Linked DNA regions of Bombyx mori: region 2 is linked to region 1. A link is a contact called in public Hi-C data. All regions are on one chromosome and are shown on one strand. The core of a region is the stretch at or near the end of the contact, and the rest is flanking DNA. Distances in the headings are between cores, read along the strand shown.

Region 1 (5,211 bases), core at 1,228-3,727:
TCATACTCCTCCTCTTCCTCCTCCTCCTTATCGTTTAGCAACACAACCCCCATTGATTCTGATGATTTAATGTGAAGTAAAAAATTTGATTCTCTGTCCTGAAACAATTGTAATTATTATAATGAGTAAAATTATTGAAAGCAAGTGAATAAGTGTATGATCACCTGACAATCAAGCTTAGTTTTACTTAATGTATGATAATTGTACACCAATATGAAAACAGAACAAATGCAAAATTACAATAGTCTTATTGCTAAGAGCAATCTCTTCCAGACAACCATCAGACAAACAAGAATCATCTAATGATATTAATCACAGTGTACCAATTGAAAATAGAAATAGAACATAATTAATTTTAATATGAAGAAATTAATTAAAATTTATGTTTAGTTTACATTAGTTTATAATCATATATAAGCAGAGTTAAAAATGAAGCAGAGTTAAAAATGTTCTAGAGCTTGAACTACCATTCATTGAATTTTGTATGAGTACTATTCAATACATTATCAATAATATTGTAATACTGACCTTATTTGGTTGTGTTCCAATAGATAAATTTGCACCCAATGGTGCTTCTAAAACTAAAACTAGATCATTCTGAAAACATTGCTGGATTTCAGTATCCATGACAAAACACATATCTTGGTTGTCTGGTTCGTCTAAAACATTTTTCGTACTTTGTTTAATCCACTGTAATCGCCTGGAACATATTAAATGCATGGTCATAATGGAACACTGAAGGCCAATAATTTTGTCTCAACATCTCTTTATACAAATATTTAAATAATATGAATTATTCTAGGGTCCTTTCTATCATAGAAAAAATTGTGGTATTTATGTGTTATGACCATACAGAGTGAGGTATCTTTTGGCCAATAAAGGCACTAATAAATAGTACAAACAGACAAAAACTAATGCTGAACACTATCTAGTAGGAAATAAACAATAGACAGATTGTTCCATATTTTATAAAAAGATTGTATAGCACTATCTATGATGTTTTGACTGTGTTGCTGCATATGCTGTGGCATATATAACCAGGTAAGAGTGCAACTTAGGGCAAAGTGCACTGAAGAGTTAAAGAGTAGCAAACATTAGAACAATAGTGATCGCAGTTATAAATAAGAGCACAACCTAATACAGTAGCAGATATGCGACAATGAATACTGGTGCACAATGCACCACACAGGTATTAGAGAGTATGGAACAATATTCTATGACTACTTTTGGGATTTTGATTTCTATGATTGTCTGAGAACTGTTAAGAAACATGTCTCAAGTGAAAGCAGAATTATTATCTTAAGCCTCAGCTCTTAACAATATGTTTTTTCAACCATAAAATACAACAATATAATAAAGAAAACTAGCATTATATTTATCTTTAAAATAAGTAAGATTACATTGCAAAACTTCATTCTAAATTGAAAATTAATTAGGATTAAAATAAACAAACCTATCTAATAATCTTTCATGTTCATCCAAATAGCTTAATTGTTTTCTTAATCCCATTACCTTTTTACCAATTTCATTTTTATCATAATCGGGACCTGCTCCTCTGAAATAAAAATAAATAAATATTTTACTAAAATGAAATTATGTTAAGTCAATTTAAAAGCACAAAATTATCACAATTACATTCGTACAACATAATTGTTTGCTGTAACGGTTTCATGAGTGTAATAGTCATTTTGCTATACAATTTTACAATTTACATTAGATGTTCTAGGTTACTGAACCAGTAGCCACTAAATACCAGTTGAGTCTGAAGCTCATTGACCAGTCAATGCAATAAATAAACAGATTATCTCTGAATAAAAGAACTCTACAAATAGAGCAACATCCTTTTTTCTATTTGGCCACCAAAATCCTAATTTTTTTTATATTTTAGTGATGTTTTTAATACAAATTATTAAATTAAATACATTCTGAGAGGTCTTCATTTTTAAGATTATCATCCTATTAAAAGTTAATACTGAATACCAAAGCTTCTTCTTTTATTGATAGATATAAGGAGTCTCTTATAGAATGTTAAATAATTAAAATAACATATTAAAAAGACAAACCCAGACCCATCAACTATTTAAGTTAATATTAACAACACAATAAAATATTACAAACCTCCATTGAATGCTATTTTTACTTCGTTTTTCAATCAAACCAATTCCCTCTAAAACATTAGTAATATCATATATTCTTCGTTTTTGTCTAACAGCCAATAAATTGGTAGCCTAAAAAACGTGGTTATTAGAAAAGTTTAAATTACTATTTTTTGGTGCCCAACACTTTGACAGATCAAGACGACTCAAGCTTTACTCACAATTTTTAAATCCAAAACACCGTCTTTTGCTTTCTGTAATAATGAAACAAATTTAGTTGTGAGCAAACCCAAAGATTTTTCATATCTTTTGTATTTTAAATCAGTCATTGCCAAAATTAAACAGAAAACATAGATTTTTTGTCAAATTATCAGTAAAAATTTTGCGTCGCGCGGCGGGATGTTAGGTTGGTAGCATTGCAAATTTGGTAGCATAGATTACTTACTATATATTGTGATTAACAATATTTCAAACATTCATCTTCAACATTATTTCGGCTCAGTGAATTTGGCCCCCCTTTTTTTGATTTTCTGATTTTTTTTATTTTTAATTATTTGTTCGTCGTTTGTTCGTTAATGTCGATAATCGATCAATCACCAATAGTCGTCGAACAAACAATAATTGAGTCGACTATTATCAAAGCCGGCAATGTGACTTTTGGACAATTATTGGTAAATCAGAAAAACGAATTATTGATTTTGTATTCCATTGGCAGTCACAAAACTCTTCTGAACGACATCTTACAGCCTGGCCACGGGACATTCGCCGATGCGAATATTCGCGCGGTGCGAACGGCGAAGCGTCTAGCGACTAAAACAAGCGCATAGAAATGTACCTAACAAGCCACGCGCACCGGCGACCGGCGAAGCGACCGGCGAAATGTACCGAGCGAATCGCGCGATGCGGCGGGCGAGCAAAACAAATGCATGAATACGGACGGCGCAAGCCACGGAGTCGAGCGGTAGTCGCGGCGAATAGTGCAGTGATTAAATGAGTTTAGTTGTTTTCGCCGCGAAAAATTAACGCCGAAATTTTTATATTTTTTATTTATTTTTTATTTTATATTTTTAAAGTCGTCGTGGCCTAACGGACGTCCGGTGCAATCGTGTTGAGCGATGCACCGGTGTTCGAATATCAGGCGGGTACCAATTTTTGTAATGAAATACGTACTCAACAACACTCAACGTTCACGATTGATTTCCACGGTGAAGGAATAACATCGTGTGATAAAAATGAAATCTTCAAAATAATAATTTGCGTAATTACTGGTGGTAGGACCTCTTGTGAGTCTACACGGGTGGGTACTACCACCCTGCCTATTTCTGCCGTGAAGTAGTAATGCGTTTCGGTTTGAAGGGTGAGGCAGCCATTATAACTATACTTGAGACCTTAGAACTTATATCTCAAGGTGGGTGGCGCATTTACGTTGTGGATGTCTATGGGCTCCAGTAACCACTTAACACAAGGTGGGCTGTGAGCTCGTCCACCCATCTAAGCAATAAAAAAATAAAATAGCTGAAATACTAGCTAGACCAGCTATTTGGAAGTCTAGCCACCCAAAGTATTTCTCGTACTTCTTGTGGAATTCTCCATCTATAGGTATACTCCGATTCTTATTCAAATCATGTACTTCACAATCTTTTCCAAATAATAGGTCCTGAACCAAAAAACTATTAATTTGTAAGCAATATCGAGATAATTTCGATATAGACATTTCGCTGTCGGACTTCCTTACTAGTCGCGGCGGCGAACGTGAGTACCCGTGGCCTGCAAACGGTGCTGCGCGAATGGTCGCCTCGCCCACCGCTTCGCTGTTCGCACCGCCGATCCCCGTGGCCAGGCCGTTAGATAAATGACAGGTTAAGTATTAACCTTTATTTAATGCAGGTTTTGAACCGTATTCTTTGAAGGAGACGATTATATTCAAATCAATCTGTATCGACATATCAATAATATTTTTTTGTCCAAATGCACAGATTGCCACCTTTGATAATAGACGACTCAATTGATCAAAATGAATTAATCTGAGCGATAAAAATAAAGATATCTAGTAAAGGGGCCCACTTAACGGTGATCATTTGTTTAATTAATTATAAATAAATAAAAGACGGACAAACAATTTTCACATTCGAACATTAACGAACAAATGACGAACAAATAATTAAAAATAAAAAAAATCTGAAAATCAAAAAATAGGGAGCCAAATTCACTGAGCCCTATTGCTAATAGCCTCGATGGGTTGTAGTAGCTTCACCGCGACGCTACTTAGACAAAGCGGTGCTATACGATAATCGTCTTATTAAGGTAGCCGTAATTACCTATTCAACCCAGGCGACGGGACAACGCTAAGTTCGAAACATGTCTTGTCGACTCCAATTTCGGTGCTTTTAGGCCCCTGAAGCACCGTTCACCGTCCTCGTCGAACTAACTAACCCATAGACAAAACCAACGGAGTTTCTCGTCGGATCTCCTCAGTGGGTCACCATCCCGATCTGGTGACAGACTGCGAAGTACCTAGCGCTCTACCTAGAACTAGTGTAAGAAAATTCTCTTAGGTTGAGCCCGTAATCTGTTCGACCCTTTTGAGACCCTCGAGAAGTTTTGTGCAAACCCCTTATTCTGGTTAATCCATTGCACTTCTTATAATTCTAGTAAAATCGGAAAGGCCCTAGAAAAATCTCCAATCCAAAACCATAAACAGGCAAGAAAAAATAGTCCACCAGCCCAGATTTGTACTAATGGCCGAAAGCACTTCTAAAATACAAAAAGTGATATTATACAAAATAAAATGAAACTTATTATTATTGTTACGCGCTGGGGTTTGGGATAAATAAAATTTCACCAAAGTACAACTTAAAACTGTATTTAACACTTGGAACACTTAAAACACTCAGCAAACACTTTAAAACTCTCAATTCGCTTGTTCCGCTTCGCTTCAGGTGATCCATTCGCTGTTTCGCTTCGAGTAGTTCCGATTACTGACTGACTGCGTGTCATCTCTACAACGCTTCTATAGCCGATACCTCATCCCTAGAATTATCGAGAATATTCCACACATCTCTAGTAGTAGTTTCCGCTATCTGACAGTAGGTGGTGTTGTTCTACTTGAGCGTTC
Region 2 (5,211 bases), core at 730-3,229, 140 kb after region 1:
ATGGACAAGAACAGAGTGCAAACTACCAGACAGGTCAGACCTCCTGAGCATTGTAAAAAGGGAATAAATTGCTACAGAAAAAACATCTCGTTCTAACAACAGATCGTTTCTCTACTTTGCCAAGCAAATGTTATTTTAAAAGGGTTACAATTTAGAGTTCTGATGCACTTACAATCTGCCAGGCTCAAAAAATGCAGAAAGAGGCATTTGGTCCTTCTAATACTCTGCTATTTTGGAAATTATATGATGAGGGGAATAATTGCAGTTGGCTAAGGGTGATTGCACAATTGTTACCACTAATCGTTTTGGGAGTGTTAAATAGAATTTATATTAGTAATTATAGGCAACAGAATGTATCACTTACCAACAATGGCAGTTATGTTTGGTGCAATAAAAGTCATTCTACTTTCAACATACTCATATATTTGCGATTTGAAATTGTTCAGCTCACTTGCCATATCACAGGCCTCATTGATTTCTTCTAGTTCAATTTGGCTTAGTAATTTCCTGTCAAATGATTGAGTTGTTTAATAAGTAACTATTTTACACAAAATGTTCATCAAAATAAATCTTCAAAGTCCCTGTTTTGTACTCTAGTCCACTATAATAATTTAAATGAATTTGAAATGTTGCATTTCTACATTTTTATTTACATTTATTCTTTCTTCTTCCTAGTCGTACAGTCTTAACAGAGTGGTTGTGGTCATGTATCAGTCGAATTCTGCGATACCAATGCTCTCGCGTTGCAATGACATGTGGCACGATGTTTCTCAGAGTGAGTGCATTGATTTATATTAGCAAACAAAATAGACCACAAATAGAAAACAAATAAGAAGCTAACCCTTGAGTTGTAGATGCAGTAACAGAAACAATCATAATAGTGGCCTGAGTAAGAAAACTCTGTAATATTTCATTATTCTTAGCCCTGTCCAAATCATTGCCAAGTTCTTTCACTGTCCTTATGTATTCCAATGGAGTGATGATTAGAGATTCCAATTCAGGAAACCGTTTCTGATATTTGTCACGGACAAATCTGTGAATAATAGCTGAAAATTTGCATTTCTTGACTTTAATATTGTAAGCAGTAATAATTAGACAACCAAGATAATAATTTCATGAAAAGAGAACTATTAACACTACGTTCAATCATAAAAGTTCAATTCTCTGAAACTGTTTTAATAAACAAATCAACACATGAAAAATGGAGATTGGAATGCATACCTATTTCACCATCAATTTCAACAGCAACATTATTTGCTTCCACAATCAGTTGATACTCAGGGTCAGACTCCATTAAGCCAGCAACTTCAACCTTATTTCTGTTATTTCCAGCATTACATTCTATTTCACTCATAACCTAAAAGTTGTTTACATGAAAAATTGTAATTTATATTTAAACTGTTCTTCAAGAAACTTTATTAAATACATACACGTTTCAGACGATCAGAATATCTTAGTTTCGCGAGTTCTCTTATCGAGACATTCTTGATTTCTTCTTCTTTAGGTAAGACGGGATATGGAACTGCAAAGTCGTATTCTTCTTTGGTTTTGCTCTCGATAGCAGCTTCGAGTTCACCATCGTCATTTTCTTCTAAATCAGCAAGTAATTCGTCAGCTAGAGACATGCTTCTGTAGAACTAAATTGATTTTCTGAGTGTTAAGTTTATGTGTGAGCTTGTTCTGTTTCTATTGTATTCTGTAATATTCTACAATTATTACAGTTTTTTACTCAAATCGACTTTCACAGCTATACAGTATATTTCATTTAGTATACATTATAGATATTAATTTGATTTTTTAGTCAGCGATGTCATTAAACTTCAATAGTTTGTACCCAAAACTAAATGATTTACCTACCTATGTACCTACGGCGACTAATATTTGCAATAGTTAATTTGAAAAGTAAACAGAAATGACAGTGACAGTACGGTACTTGACAGTAGTAAGTAGTACCGTACCTACCTAGTATGTAGTAATTCCATTTTTCCAAGTATAAAGACGAAGGTATCATACGATATGTTTATTCATAAATTATAGATTCTCTTTCATGGAAATGATATGAAGCTAAATGAATTTAAGTTGATTAACTGGAGATATTCATTAATAGAGATGAAATTAAATGAAATAAGATGAGATGATATGGGATAAAATATAATCTCAGTAAAATAGTGGTTAGATATTTATTAAGACTTTTCAGTGAACTTTTCAGTAGATCCCGAGAAGCTGCGCCCAGCAGTTTTATTTCATTTTCCCACATTTGTGCATATTCATAAATACTAAATAGTTCATAATTAACCACCGTTATTACACATTTAAACCTAAAGAAATACTAAATAGACAAATTAAAACAATTCACACAACTTCGCTCTTCGCGTTCCCGCCAAAAGGTCTCACAGGACGGTGACTTTTGATTGTTTTTTACAATTTAAAAAATACTGAAAGCTGTAATGAAATAGTCTTGGTTTTTTTTTTAAGAATTGAATCAAATTTATGAAGATTTGGAGAAATCGCAACATAAACAAAAAACTAAGATAAAGCTCATGAGAACCCTTATCTTCTCCATACTCTCGTACGCTTCTGAGACGTGGACCCTCAAGGCCCGTATCCGATTGAAAATTGACGCATTTGAAATGTGATGTTGGCGCAAAATGTTGGTCGTATCATGGACGGAGCGCCGAACAAATGTATCAATTCTCTCGGAGCTAAACGTCAAGACCTGTCTATCTACGATCTGTATGCAGCATCTCCTCAAGTACTTCGGACACGTGACCTGACGAAATCTTGACAAATTGGAAAAAATAATAATTGTAGGTCACGTGGAAGGAAAGAGAGCTCGAGGAAGATTGCCAACCAGATGGACGGACATTGCCAAGGAAGCCACAAACACCAGCGTTCCGGGTGCCATTCAGCAGGCCAAATGCAGGCAGCATTGTAGGAAACTAGTGCAATTAGACCAAGGTGGTCACGACTCATGATCCACAGTAATGAGGAAGCGACGAAGAAGAAGAAATGTACTTTTAATCTGAAGAATTACGTGGATCAAGTTTGACTTATTTTCTAATAACAATTGAAAAATATATTACAGGATTTTCCTAAAAAGTACGTCAGAGCATTAGATTTTAATACTTTTAATCCATAATAGTGGAAACAGCTCAGCTTTAGTAGAAAATAGTAGTGTTGTATGATCTTATACCTCTTAGACACTACATTCAGAATCATTAAAAAAAAATATGTCATAACTGTCAACAAGCAGAATAAATTTTCAAGCCCCTTTTCGTCAGTTCGTCACATCTTGAATTTTTCGGCTGGAATTGGGCTTTTTGTTGGTGGTGTGTAGACGCCTAATATTTAAATAAAGTTAAGTGAACACCTTCCTATTCAATTTTTTAGTATATTCAAAGATATCAATCTTTTACAGTGACAAATAGACACATCTTAATCTAAATGGCGCTCAATCCGCAGTACGATGCAATCGGTAAAGGTTTTGTGCAACAATATTACACATTGTTCGATGATCCGGCTCAACGGGCAAATCTTGTTAATATGTACAATGTGAGTATTATTACTGTACCGTTATTTTTATTATATTATGGTTATCTTCCCTTCTCTCACATTTTGAAAATAGTATTTTACAATTTAAATTTTGTTTAGAGGTTAACGTCTGGTTTTACCGACTGCGAAACTCGGCTTCTCATATAAAGCAATTACGTAGAATTTAGACTGAAGAAACGATACAAAGCCTCTATTTTAAGTGTAATTTAAATATGTCCTTTTTAGAATTGTGTTACCATGTGTTAGTACAATTTTATTCTAGATCTTTTAAGTGATGTATTTGTTGATGCCCACTAGGGTGAAAAATTGGTGTCAACTGGACATTGCGATAAATTTTACTTTATACCCCTTTTTTAACAATGTTGTATAAACATTTAAACATAGTTGTTTCAGGACTATTGCTTGTTAAGTTATTAATAATGACTTGTCTTGCAGGTTGAAACTTCATTCATGACCTTTGAGGGAGTACAACTGCAGGGTGCTGTTAAAATTATGGAAAAATTAAATGTGAGTAAATAAGAATTTTACCAATTTTGAAGATATTACACTAAAAATCTTCTCTAACACAATCAAAAGTACAGTTATGTATTTAGGAACAGTGCTTATATTTACAGGTTTTGTTTAGTTGTTATTTAACTGAATTTTTTTTTGTATACACTAAAATTTTCATTCTGGTTTCCTCAGTAGTTCTTTGTATAACTTTTTTTATACCTACTTTGTAACATTTTTTTCCTACATATATACATAATTTGTGCTTGTAACAATAATAGTGTAGTTATTGTTATTATGTTATATCTCTGTGTTAAGGCCATCCTGGTCGTAATAGTGGAGTCTATAGGCATTACAGATTTAATGTTACCACCTTTATTGTTGAGACATGAGATCAAAGTCTGTACTGTATCTAACTGTATCTGATAAAATTACTGCTACTAAGAAGCTATATAATCCATGTTGCTGTTTTTGACCAGAAGGCATCTATTGTGGTAGAGCAGCAAAGGTAGAATTGTGGAAAAATTGTCGTTAGGTCTATCACTTTAGAAATAACCTTATTTTTAATAAAAATGAAAATTAATATTACAGAGTTTGACTTTTCAAAAAATCACTAGAATAGTAACTGCTGTGGATTCCCAGCCAATGTTTGATGGAGGCGTTTTAATTAATGTCCTTGGAAGATTGAAGGTAAATAGTAAATATAAATCACCATTTAACTTTATGTGTTTAATTAAAAATATAATTGCTTTATTTACCTAAACAGGTGAATCACATAATATAAAGTAAAAGTTGTTTATAGTAAATACTATAAATTAATTTTATCATTTAATATCATCTTTATTTAAAAAAATTTTTATTTACGTCATTTGAAATACAGTATATTTTTGTGGTAATGTATATATAAGGTGTTTTTTGTCTACCTTTGAATATTTTTCTAACTGCTAGCTTTCTCTAAAATATTTCTTGACAGTGATGTCTTTTCACACACAAACAACTATCTTAAGCTCTGGCAGTTTGTTTGACTTGGGTTTTCGTAGTCACGAGAATCCTAAGTGTTAATTAAGAGCCAATCATTTTCTCTGTAAAATTAAGGTATTTTAAATTTTATTTTCATGACCTCATATACTATATGTGTAACTAGCTTTCTTTGGTCAGTATTTAGATTCA

What was found. A called contact is a pair of places that touch in the nucleus more often than the background predicts.
Region 2: a Hi-C map of posterior silk gland shows a contact between it and region 1, with 2.3 times the contacts expected there. The contact joins the promoter of LOC101745122 here to the promoter of LOC693080 in region 1. A contact is called at or near these places in 2 of 7 Hi-C or Micro-C datasets (posterior silk gland and whole pupa).

What each region holds. Positions count from the first base shown.
Region 1 is chr10:12,642,544-12,647,754 of ASM3026992v2, forward strand. It overlaps LOC693080 (E2F transcription factor 4-like protein), which reads right to left and starts at 2,478. Exons shown (of 7, transcript NM_001046833.1): 1 at 2,318-2,478; 2 at 2,119-2,228; 3 at 1,454-1,555; 4 at 529-700; 5 at 1-98. The coding sequence starts at 2,425. LOC101744598 reads right to left here. Exons shown (of 4, transcript XM_004923184.5): 4 at 4,944-5,211.
Region 2 is chr10:12,785,299-12,790,509 of ASM3026992v2, forward strand. It overlaps LOC101745122 (U4/U6 small nuclear ribonucleoprotein Prp31), which reads right to left and starts at 1,980. Exons shown (of 10, transcript XM_004923189.4): 1 at 1,858-1,980; 2 at 1,431-1,637; 3 at 1,222-1,357; 4 at 842-1,046; 5 at 365-507. The coding sequence starts at 1,625. It overlaps LOC101745365 (probable nuclear transport factor 2), which reads left to right and starts at 3,187. Exons shown (of 5, transcript XM_004923190.5): 1 at 3,187-3,329; 2 at 3,419-3,552; 3 at 3,988-4,059; 4 at 4,633-4,731. The coding sequence starts at 3,445.